Regions from separate parts of the Cricetulus griseus genome. Here region 1 is linked to region 2. A link is a contact called in public Micro-C data. All regions are on one chromosome and are shown on one strand. The core of a region is the stretch at or near the end of the contact, and the rest is flanking DNA. Distances in the headings are between cores, read along the strand shown.

Evidence for each region. A called contact is a pair of places that touch in the nucleus more often than the background predicts.
Region 1: a contact with region 2 is called in a Micro-C map of the CHO-K1 cell line, with 4 times the contacts expected there. The contact joins the enhancer-like site here to the promoter of Stk39 in region 2. A contact is called at or near these places in 5 of 8 Hi-C or Micro-C datasets (the CHK-Q cell line, the CHL-YN cell line, the CHO-K1 cell line and 1 more).

Annotation. Positions count from the first base shown.
Region 1 is chr6:106,840,125-106,846,674 of CriGri-PICRH-1.0, reverse strand. It overlaps Stk39 (STE20/SPS1-related proline-alanine-rich protein kinase), which reads right to left. Exons shown (of 18, transcript XM_027420256.2): 6 at 4,930-5,039; 7 at 4,467-4,568; 8 at 2,144-2,277. Among named protein-coding and RNA genes, the nearest start is that of Stk39, 110 kb to the right of the region's middle. Within about 2 kb of position 4,329, at least 2 of the 6 cell types and tissues checked have open chromatin away from gene starts, as enhancers often do. A contact at or near this core is called in the CHO-K1 cell line and fibroblasts, where this site is marked.
Region 2 is chr6:106,731,561-106,737,249 of CriGri-PICRH-1.0, reverse strand. It overlaps Stk39 (STE20/SPS1-related proline-alanine-rich protein kinase), which reads right to left and starts at 1,997. Exons shown (of 18, transcript XM_027420256.2): 1 at 1,570-1,997. The coding sequence starts at 1,804.

The sequences.
Region 1 (6,550 bases), core at 3,080-5,579, 110 kb before region 2:
CACTGCTAGACCCATTATATGGACAAAGGAATGAAGTCCTGAGAATGAGGATAAAACAGAGCTAGGAATCCCATCCAGTATTGAAAAGCAACAGAAAGAGAAGGGGAAGAAAAAATAACAACAATAGTGGAAAGTCTTAAAGAGTGTGAACACAGCGGAAGGGCAGATGGGGCTAAAACTACTCTGCATCAGCCATCACTTCAGAAGTTAGTCATGAGCACAGATTCTTATTTGTATATTTCATGCTGAACGTGTTTCTAATTAAATTCAACAGTGTACTTTTTCCCCATCCTCACAATCCATGATGAGATTCTGTGTGTTTGTTTTTGCTTTTCCCAAACTCCTCGCATACATCTTCAATGTCCATGTCTTTGCATTAGAAGGAAAAGCCGCTGGGGAAGTGGTACGGCACTATTGGTCTATAACTCAGCAGGATAAGGTTATAGCGAAAGCACCCAGAAGGCCTGCCACTACTCACACACGCCGAACAATGCAGACGCAGTGCTGTCAGGGGAAAGGCTTCATATACATATAAATACATATGTGTGTGGCTGCCTTATCAGGGACCTGTCTCTCCATCTCCTCTCTTGATCACTGTCCCATAGAGACACACATACAGGAAATCTGGTACCTGAACTCTCTCAGGGAATAAACCCCGGAAAAGTCTTTAAGCTTATTAAGAAATCAAAATGGTCTGTTAAACATATTGCACATAGATCTAAATTATTTGGACCAAATCACAAACCTATCACTAATAGCACTAACAATATTCCCTTCCCTAAGGAACACGTTTCTCCGTTATGTGACATTACTCATCACAGCCACTAGGTGGATCTCAACTTGTTCCAGAATCCCAAAGGCTGTCAGTGAAGTCTCAGAACTAACCAGAAACTCAAAGCTAACTCTCACCAGGTGTAGAGGCTATACCAGTTCTCTGTAATGACAAATTCTGCCCTCGTGGTAATGCCAAATACATGGAAAGGATAGGCAGACGCTGAGGAATCAAAATTAAAATCTAAGAGCTATTCTCACCAGAAGGAGGTTAAGATCTCACCCCAGGTTACGATCAAGTAACAGATGGAGGAAAAATAATCTCTATAAATCAATCGTAAGGACGAGAGAAATGTCAAGTAGAAACAGTCTGTAGGCATTATTTGCAAGAAATAATTTAAAGATTTGCAATAGCAAATAGTCAGGAAATATCACAAAAACTGTGCTTAAGCCAAAGAAACATGGCCTAACTCACAGCAACACTACAAATTATTTTAAAAGCTCAATAAGTTGCACAAAGAATTTATGACTAGAATACAGCAATGCCTTCTAACAACAGGGTTCCATCCCCAAATGGGAGACTTCCTGGAGAAACGTTATTACTTTAAGCTAAGTAGAAGATCGGAGGCTTAGGTGAACTAGGATAGACAGAAGACTTTCCAGATCTGTTGGTAAAATGGCACACACAGCCACATCCCTACAAGGAGCAAGGCTTGTCTGTGATTTGCATCACTGAAGTTCTTTCTCCTTTAAGTGATAAAGGACTCTGGATTCCACTGTCAATGTCAGGGGCATTTCCAAGTTCCAGAATTAAAAGGGAAGAAAGAGATCCAAAAAAGAAAAAATGAGTTGTATCAATGCAGGGCAGTAACATAAGAATACAGAGGAAACATTAAGTTAATTTAAAGCCATTTGCTTCGCTTTATGAGATTAATCTTTCTAGGTGACCCCCCACAACCCTCCCCGATGAGAATCTTTTAAATAGCCCACACAACTTGTTCTGCAACTAGAAGGAAGCTCATGCAAAATTCACTAACTGGTTCAGACCAGAGCTAGCCAGATGTTCCGATCCTGAGAGGTCAGCTCAACCTAGGAGTGCAGGGTATCAACCCAGCTTCCCTAACCACTGCCAATGCCTTCTGATTTTTGCTTTGTTCCCTTTCTTTTGGTGACAGTGCCTACACCTAGCAAGCAAGACCAATTCGTCTTCCTCCCTCCCTTGTCCAACACTGGCCTCTCTCCCCCACAGACTCTGTTGTACACTAACAATAGCCAGGAGCCACAGCAAGATATCCTTTCCATATCCACAAGCATAGTTTTGTCAGGACCCAAACTAGGTAGGTCATTAGTTCCTAAACTAAGTCCGACATACCTTTTGGAAGGGTCTTTCTGAAGACACAGTGAAAGTAACTTTCTGAAGGACTTGCCATATTTTTTCATCATTTCTTTATCCTCTACTCCAGTTTCTAAAGTGGGCGGGTCATTTTGCAGAGTCAACATTAGCACCTGCAGCCAAAAGAAAGGTGGAGACAGTCTGTGTTGAATGTGAGTGACAATGGAATTTTTAGTTTGTTCTTTCACAAAAGCATCAAAGTCCTTCCTTGGCTGGGTTACCAGCATGCTTTTCCCATAATGAATAGTCCTAAACTTGAGGACTGAAAGGATCCATTTTTTTCTGTGCAAGTCTGCCCACAGCCTCCTTAACCTTGGTTATTCTCATGGACAGAACTTAGGAGATTTGCTCTGTGGATTAAGAATGGTCTTCCAAAGCCACAGGGAAAGAATTTTCTGGGAAGTAGCTCTCACAGGACCTCAGGGAACACTTGCTGCAGCACAGGCTGGTTGGGAAAGAGTGGTTGGTGGTTGGGAGAGAAAAGGACATTCAAGTGTGAAGGCCATTCATAAGTACAGAACCCGCTGTACTCAAGGCTCCTGCAACATATTAGCAACCCTAAAAATAAAACCACAGCATCCCAGGAGGTAACGTGATTTTCTCTTAAAGAGAAAACAAAATGGGAAAACTGCTAAAGGGGCTTGGTAAAAATTGAAAGAATAAGATACTGGTGGGCATAATATAATTATGAGTTACAAAAAAACTATAATCATATCAAAAGCTGTGCTATGTGGCAGGGGACAAAACAAACTACAGCTTCAAGTCAAAAGGCAATAATTCAACTCTTTCATACTAGAAGAATCATTTACTGCAAAAACAAGCAGAGTGAGTACATAGCACACTATTGGCCTACAAAATGAACAGACTTCCCTAATGCATAAATCAGCCCTAATTTATGCAAATTCTATACATGCCAGGACTCCTTTCAAGCACTTGAGACACCTGAATAGATGAATGATAGAAGTAACTGTTGTTTGTGGAGGACAACAGCCAAGAGGAGGATGTGGGCTACTGTGAACTCTGAGAAAGTCCTGGAGGACTTCAAGCTGAGATTAACAAGTGCCTCTTTAGATTCAGGTGGAAAAACTAAGTGGAGATAGGGAAGTAAATAAACAAGTAGAAAAAAAAAAAAAACAGATAAAGGACAAACTTCTCTGAATTACTCTAGTATCTTTTCCATAAAAATCTCTTCTATGGTTTACACTTCAGTTTCAAAGTTTCTACTAAGAACAATCTTAGAGATAAAGAGATGCACATATATGCATTAAGTATATCATTGACATCTTAATTGTATTAAACATTTGCACAAAAATAGAACAGGGTAAGGGTGTAACTCCACGGCACTTTGTGCTCAGAACGGGTGAAGTCCTGGGCATAATCACCAAAACTAATTTAAAAGAAAAATAGCAAATTAACAACACTAAAACATTAACAGAGATTATCTGTGGCTGGTGAAATCGTGGGTGATTATTCTCCCTTGCGATTCTTATTTGTACTTCCACGTTTTCTACAATAAGAAAATACATTTGGGAGGCAGAGGTTGGAAAACAGCCAGGGCATCAAACCAAAACCTCACATTTCCTAAGCATTTCCTAAGCTCTACCCTTTGCCCACTGTTTAAAACAGTGTGACTAGGGAACCTTTGTGCCATCAGATTTTAATTCTTTTAAATTTTCTAAAACTTAAAATATGAAAAACAAAACAAGCATAGAGTTTTGGTGGTGGAATATCTCCGTAATTTCCACTGAATAACTGCAGCCTCTAAACGAAGTCTGGCTGGGGGAATGAAAAATGCTGTGACCCCTCTCAGAGGTAGAGCAGATAAAAGAGTAACAAAAACCTGAAAATAGTCCCCTAAAGTATATGCTGCTTCAAAACACTGTGAGTCACTCATATCAGATGAGCCACACCACCACACTGTACACGAAGGCTGAAACGTTACATACTATCTTTATTTAAAAAAGGAGAAAAAAGGCAGCCTGAAATCCATCAGCAAATATGATAGCCCTCTAACAACTTTCTTACACCTTGTTGGGAGACCTGAGGTTGTCCTGCTCTTTCAGAGTCCGTAGTCGGAGCTATGAATCTGTTCAACTCTGTACTGAGAGTCGCAAAGCAGGGTGCGTACGGCACTACCTCTGTTAATTTGGGGCATGAGAACATGAGTCAGCCTTCAACTTGGCTGCATTCCTCCACTAACTCCCACAAGTCTAAGAGGAAAATAAGCATGTTCAGGAGAACCAAAGAATCCATGCACCCCCATCACAGTTCCAACCCGACGAGTCACCCCGGCAGTCATTACTTTCATTGGTGGGTATTTGTGGTAGGGCGCTGCTCCGGTGGCTAATTCAATGGCAGTTATTCCAAAACTCCACATGTCAGCCTTGAAGTCATAGCCTCTCACCTGAGAAGAGAGAGATAAGGAAAGAGCACTCACAATGATGCCGCAGGTCTGTGGCACATGGTTACATCTGTTACTACGTTAGATACCCAAAGCTAAACACAGAAAAAAATGTCAACGTAATTTGCTAACGGCTCGCTGGCAATCCAGAATTGAAATCTAAGTTGTATGATACATTTTGCTGTGATGACTGACTGAAATGAAATGTTACAACTACAGGACATCAGACGTGTGTTATGTCAGATTAATTAGACACACTGTGTACATATTATCAATGACATGTATCACTGTACTACAACAATCAAGGCAGCATATATATATATATATATATATATATATATATATATATATATTTTTTTTTTACCTGTTCCATGACTTCAGGGGCCATCCAGCATGGGGTGCCAACAAATGTTTTTCTAACTTTATTCCGTGTAACATCACCCCCTGTTGCTAAGAATGCACTGACCCCAAAATCTGGAAAGAAAGAAAGAAAAAAAACAACCTTATTTTATGTTCTGTGTGGCTTATAAATTCTGAACTCATCCCATCTCTCCCCGGTGGGCCCTGGGGTGGTGATGAATAGTTGCAAACACGTCCATGAAGCTGTCTCAGAAATAAGTCATCTGCTATCATCTATGCTGAAGAAATGCTATTAGAGGTAATGGGCCAGCAAGTTCACCATACCATATGACATCTTCTACTAAAAAGGTACTAAAGTCACCATTTTTAAAAATATCATACCAATGAAAGCATCAACACATTTCAAAAGCCCTGAATATGAAATGTCTTAGCCTTTACCTAAGTTTTCTTTTTCTTAATCACTAACAAGAACACAACTGGAGAAAGAGTAGAATGTAATATAGTTATTTTTCTATTTTTGTTGTGATTTTCTAGCCCATTTAATTCTAAATTATTGATGTTCAAAAGTCAATTTCTTAAGGAAAGAAAAATGAATCCATTCCATATCACCATGTCCTAAACTAAACAGTGTATGTTAATACCTTGGCCAAAATCCTAAAAGCAAACCCACACACCAGGAACACAAAATTCACAAGTCTAGTATGTCCTCATGCAACCACCACACAAAGGAAAGGCTGAGTCATCAAAGACCGGGTTTCCCCCACCCCCAAAGTTTGCTTCCTGCATAATGTTCATAAGCGCAGATGGAATGGTATGCAGAATTAAAATAATCTCTTCCTTTGTATCATTTATGATTGTGTATGTACATGAGTGCATGTGTCTGTGTACATTCGTGCACCTGTATGTGCGGGTCAGAGGACAATTTTCGGGAGTTGGTTCTCTCCTTCCACCATACAGAGGTATCTCTCTTGCTGTTTCTGTAGTGCTGCATAACACAGGCTGGCTGGCTCACAAATTTGCAGGTGTTTGTCTGCCACCCACCTGCCTCACCATTGGCACTGGCATTACAGATGCACTCCAGCATATCAGGCTCTTACACGTAAGTTCAGGGGATCAAACTCAGATCCTTCAGTTTTCTGCAGCTAGCACTTTTACCCAGTGGAGCCATTCTCACTGGCCAAAACCATATTACTCTTCCTAATCCTTACCATATATTTAGAAATTTGATATGTGAGATTAATTTGGTATATTGTACATGCATATAGACAAATATGCAAAAATAATTTCTGTAGTGGACAGCAGTGAACATCTGCTTATTAATGCGTGCATCCTCAAGTGTATTTTTGCATATAGAGTACGTGCCGTTTATAAATTTAAAAAAAAAAAAAAAAACTGCTCTGGACTATAATACTTCTTGCTAACAGCCACGCCAGGTATCCCTGGAGAGTGAAGTGGCAGACAGAAAGGTCAGGGTGGAGTAATGTGTGCCTTTAATCCCAACACTTGGGAGCCAAAGGCCACCTAGAGCTACATAGCGAGTCTCCAGGCCAGCCAGGGCTACATAGTAAGACCTTGTGTGCCCAAAATGGGGCGGGGGGGGGGGGGGGTAGCCAACACACAGCACA
Region 2 (5,689 bases), core at 748-3,247:
TAGGACAGCAGAGACCCAGAGTAATCGCTGGGAGAATGCACAAACAGGAGAGGCAGCAAAGAAGTTCAGAGTGAAAAGACTTACATGGCAGGCAAAAACAGTTTTCACTAAGGACTCTGGGCTTTGAAAGCTCCTGGGGTTATTAAACCCTGACAGTGTCATGATGATTCATCCCTAGAGTCTTCAGCTAAAAATTATGAAATATACTAAAAGAACCTTGTCTACAAATATCTATAAGGACTACTTGCTTCTTTTACATACACCAACGTACACCATCACTACACACTCGCTGGTGGGCACACCTCTGCCTGTGAAACATAGATGTATACATACATACATACGTGTATGCATTTCTGGCGGTCTCATTCACACGGGAGATAAAAGTGGCTCCTTTGAGTGCCCAGTGAAATTATACTAATTGTAATTTTTCAAGTAGGAAAAATCAAGAAACCTTTTAAAGTGAAGGAAAAAAACTAGGATAACTTGAATCCTTTTTTTTTCTCTCTCCTTAAATATCAAGACTATGGGGCAGCAACAACCCCACTACGGAGTTCATATGGTTACATGATGGGGGGGCCCACTTTGCCTGGCAGCAGGGCTCACTGACAAAACTTTTAACTTTGAATCATCTTGTAGGTAAGGTTCTCAGCTGGAGGACAACACAATCCCCTAGCCCTTCACGTGTTTGGCTCAAAGAAATAAACGCCGGCTTCTTCCCTTTCGACTTTGCCAGGTATTTAAAAATGTAAGATAAGATGATATTAGTGAGCTGCCTAGGAGACACCGAAAGGCTGGGCGCGGATCGCGGACAGCCTCGAGTTTCATCTCAGCAGATACGCCCGGCACAGGGCAGGAAGCCAGCACGCACGCCCGCTGTCCGGCCCCGGGGCTAGCAGCAGGCGGCGCGCCTGCACGGAGGGAGGCAGGTACCCGGGCACACCGCGCGCAGAGCCGGGTCTCAGGACCGGCATGCGGCGGCGGCTGTCAGAAGGCCAGCATCCTCCCTGGCCTGGGCAGGAGCCTGGGCCTCCGCCGCTACTACGTGGACGGGCTACCCACCGATAGGTCACGGCAGGAGGCACAGGAGCCGCTGCGCCCGCAGGGTCTCCCAGGACGCGTTGCACCCGGCGCGGCGCGGGGGCGAGGAAGCCCAGGGCGGCGCCCCCGCATCCCCACCCCGCCCCAGCAGCCCATCCGCGTGGTCACCCGCCACGGGCTGCGGCCCCCGAGCTTATCGGGGCGGGGGGAGGGAGGGAGGAGGATGCGGCGTTACCGGGTCCCAGCTCCACCGCCCCGGCGATCCCGGAGATAAAAGTTTGCAGCATGCAGCTCGTCTGCAGTGCGAGTCACATCCGCCGCGCCACCTCCTGCAGCAGCCGCGCTCAGAGAAGGAAGGGATAAATTAAAAATTAAAAAATACAATAAAATAACTGTTGAAGCCGGTAGGCCCCGAAGCCGGCCGCTCTGCCTCCGGGCGTGCAGGAAGGCAGGAAAACCGCATCCCGCACCCACTCCCGCCCAGTCTCGGAGCCCGGCCTGGACCGGCCCCGCAGCACCCTCCTCACTGACCGATAACCTCCTGGAGCTCGTACGCGTCTCTGCAGATGGGCCAGCCGACCGCCTGAGCTGCCGGGGCCGAGGCTGGGGCCGCCGCTGGAGCCGGGGCCGGAGCTGCGGGCGCCGCCGGAGCCGGGGCCGGTGCTGATGTCGCGGCCGCCGGGGCCGCCACCGCGGCCGCTGCTGTCACCGGGGCCGCCTGCTGGGGAAGCTGGACGTGCACGGGCGAGCCGCTCGGCTCCGCCATGATGCTGCGGGAGGACAGTGAGGGGACGCGCCGGCGGGCGGACGGACGACCTTCCACTCGAAACTTCCCTAGCCTCGTTGCCCACACCTCTCGGCCGGCGCACGCCCTCCCCGTCCGCCGCAGCCGCCGCCGCCGGAGCCTGCCACGAGGGGAGGGAGCCGGAGGCCGAGCCGGGCGGAGGGAGGAGGCTGCGCGGCGGAGGCGGGACGGGAGGAGGCGGCGGCCGCGCGCCCGCCGCGCGCCCGAACCTCGCGCGCACGGTGCTCTCGGCGCCGTGGGGAACCGCCGCCCCCTCCCGCCCTGCTCGCTGCCGGGGAAGTTTCCAGGAGCGAAGAGGCGTGCGGCTTCGGGGGTGTTTTCGGGGCTCACCCCACTCCCTTCGTGCCCTCCCGGCACCTCCGCCCTAGACAATCGCGCTCTGCAGAAGAAGCCCCCCTGGGACTCCGAGGGCGGGGTCGTTGAACGGCTGCCAGGTTCTCGGCCGGCTAACTCTCCCCGGCTCAGGAACCTGGAGTTCTTTTACAAGTTAGCGAGTGAGACACCTACACGGCGTCGGTTTTGTAGGACGCCGGTTAAAATATAACCCGACTTGTAACTTTCCGGTGCTTTACCTCGCAGTATCCCTTTCGCACCTTGCGGAATGGAATCGCGGGGCTGATCTTAAATGAAACCCGACTCCCCGAGTCCCTGGCTTGTTCTTTTGTTCAAATCCCACTTAGATGTCAGGGGCTGTGAATTTACAAGAAGTGGAGAAGGGCTAGGAGTATAACCTAGCGCTGGCCTAGTGTGCTAAGGTTCCTGGTTCTATACCCCACCTCACCCCACCCCACCCCCCAGCACCTTTTGTGTACTTAATACCATGCTCAGTGGTATAGTGCCTGCCTAATAAACTCCTAGGTTCAATACCAAGTACAAATAAATACATGAACAGTCACATTAACCCTTTAAGACCCTGAGACCAGCTAGCAAGTTTCTTTGACAGAACATAAGGATACTTGCTGGGTCATAAATGAACTGCAATGGAAAGTTTTAAATAAATGCTGCTTTTTCAACACTCCCCAAATTACCTCATCTTTAAAATAGCTGTGGCAAAACCAGAGATCTTCTAATTGCAGGTGTCACATTTGAATGCTCAACTCTGTTCCCTCACAGAGTGACCACGATGAAATGATTCTTGTCTCTGGCTGGAATGCTGCTGTGACTCAGTAGCCTTATTGGTTCTGTGGCTGGCTTTAGGCTGATGGGGTCTCAGGGAGCAGCAAAGTTTGAGAAAGAACAAAGCACGTGTAATACTCCCTCAAACTCTTAAAGGAATAAAGATCTTAAACTTTTTATAAGATAATTCAGAAGAAACGTCGACTTCTGCTAGGAGAAGAACCAGTTGTCTAGTGAAAACAGTGATGCAAACTGATGGTAAGTTTAGAACACTATGGAAGAGTTATGATATAGCAACTCGCACGTTTAACTAAGAATGTGTGCTTCCTTTTATGCAGATATGCTATTTTTAAAAAGCAAGTATATTCATTTTAATTGCTGTCAAGACTACACTCCTTTATAAACAAAATCTAAGCCTCTGATGAACACGGGGTGGGGGGCGGCTCTTCATCACAAGCCCTGCCTGCCCTGTTTACCAATGCATGAGCTGCTCCTATCCAAAGAACTTTTAAGGACTGCTTTTAAAGGAAAGCAAGAAAGATTAATTGAGCATGCCCCCTACTTCTCATAGAAAGTCATATCTTGACTTTTGATCATGGGAGCCTTTAGACATGGTAAGAAAACATGATTCAGGGGTCCCAGTCAAACACAGATCACTTTGCTACCCACAAAGAACAACTGTCCCCTAGTCAGACTAGATACCTGCCCCCAGCCCATTGCTTTCAAAATGGCAACCAGGGAAGCCATTTGTAAGAATTATCACGAGCTCAAGGTTATTAGTGATTTTAAACTGAAGACTGGGTTTCAACATAGGAATGAAAGCTCCAATATTATGGCTGGGAAAGGGACGTTTACCACGGGAAAAAAAATTAATATGACACAAAACATGGCTGAGGTTCAAAAACCCTGGTTTGAATGTAAAGAAAAAACAATCCCGTCATTTGGGAGGCAGGAGCAGATAGATCTCTGTGAGTTCGAGGCCAGCCTGGTCTACAGAGGGAGTTCCAGGACAGTCAGAACTGTTAGACAGAAAAGCTCTGTCACAACAACAGATAAATAAATAAACAAGCAAACACATAAATGAGAAAAATAAATAAATAAAAGAGAAAACAATGCACCTTTATCTTCCCTCTCTGCTTTCAAATCGCTGAATAAATGATTCCTATATGCATTGAAAAAGATTTATGATTTCATGGTATCCTTGACCAGAAACACAATTTAAATTTAGTGATCAATTTCCAGGCAAAATCAAATGCCTCTTAAATACCTATATTCTTAAGTGTTAAGTACAAGTACTAATTTCTTTGGTTATTTATGGAAACATTAACTTAAAGATTCAATCTCATGCTTTATATAGTTTTAAAAGGCCTTGTTCTCTTCTTCCTATTTAAGCCTGATGACAAAGGCCTCTGACACTAGATGTCCTTTAAACTTAGTTACCTGTGGAAGGAGGGGGTTCATGGAACACTCTTGCATGTTGTCATTTTGGTAACCATTAGAGAAGCCACTAGAGGAGACAGGTCTGTGACAGGAACAGTTGTTCTTTGTGGGGAACTAAGTGATCTGTGTCTGATTCAAATCTGTGATTGGTCTCAACAGCGCCATATTTGTCTCCTATGTCCCCCAAACATCCCTGGCATTCATAATCCCAGTCTAGGGATTGGAACTAAAATCATTAATTCATCTGACAAAATACAGGTCATATTTATTGGACTATTTTCATTTTTTTCCCCTTAAAAGTTCTGCTTGGGAGAATGAAAGCAGCTTTTGGAGAGATGAGCAGGTATGGTTCTTTATAAAGAGATCCTGTTCATAGGACTAAGGTCCACTTTAAAGAGACCTGAGAAAAATCAAGCATGGTGGCACACACCTGTAATCTCAGCACTTGGGAGGCTAAGGCAGGATAGCTAGTTTGAGGCCAGCCTGGTCTATATCAGGGAGACCTTGTTTCAAAAGGGAAGAAATGCTCAAAGTCTAAATGCCTATGCTTTCCCTTTCCCTCTGTCATCCCAAACTGTCCATGTGTGTGTGAATGTGAGTGTGTGTGGGTGGGTGTATGTGTGTACAGTCTTGGGAATCAAATCTAGGGACACATGTTTTATACTGTCTGAACTATACAATAGTTTCAGCTTAAGAAACTAGAAGTAAGTAGTTATAGAAGAGTTTTTATAAGAAACACAATTTTCTAGCTCCCATATTTGGACTTTCTAACATCCAGGACAGCAAGGAATAAATTTCTACTGTTATAAGCACCCCCAGCTTAAGGCATTTTGTTTCAGCAAGATTGATAGTTCCAGGGATTCTGGTCTTTTCTCACTGCTTATCAGTATGATATGATTATCAAAATGTCTCCAAACATTGCTAAGTGTCCCACTGCTTATGTAACTAAGAATACACATACTATAGTGCTTGTCTATTTGCAAAGATTATCTATAAATTTGGTCATTTATTCATAAGAGAGGATAGATAATCTCAGGGCCTAGCCTTGACAAAATGCACTTAATTCAAATATTGCATACAATAATTTTTCAAATCTCTGATTTTGCAATTTAAGGAACTGAGTCTCAGTTTCCTCTTGTGTAGAGTCAACCTGGTGAAAACTTTCTATGAAAGTTGTTGGGGTATAATTTGCACAATGACTGGTGCATAATAAATATTTAAAAACAAACTTTACATACTGTGATGGTTTGAAAGAAAATGGTCCCTAAAGGGAATGACACTATTAGGATG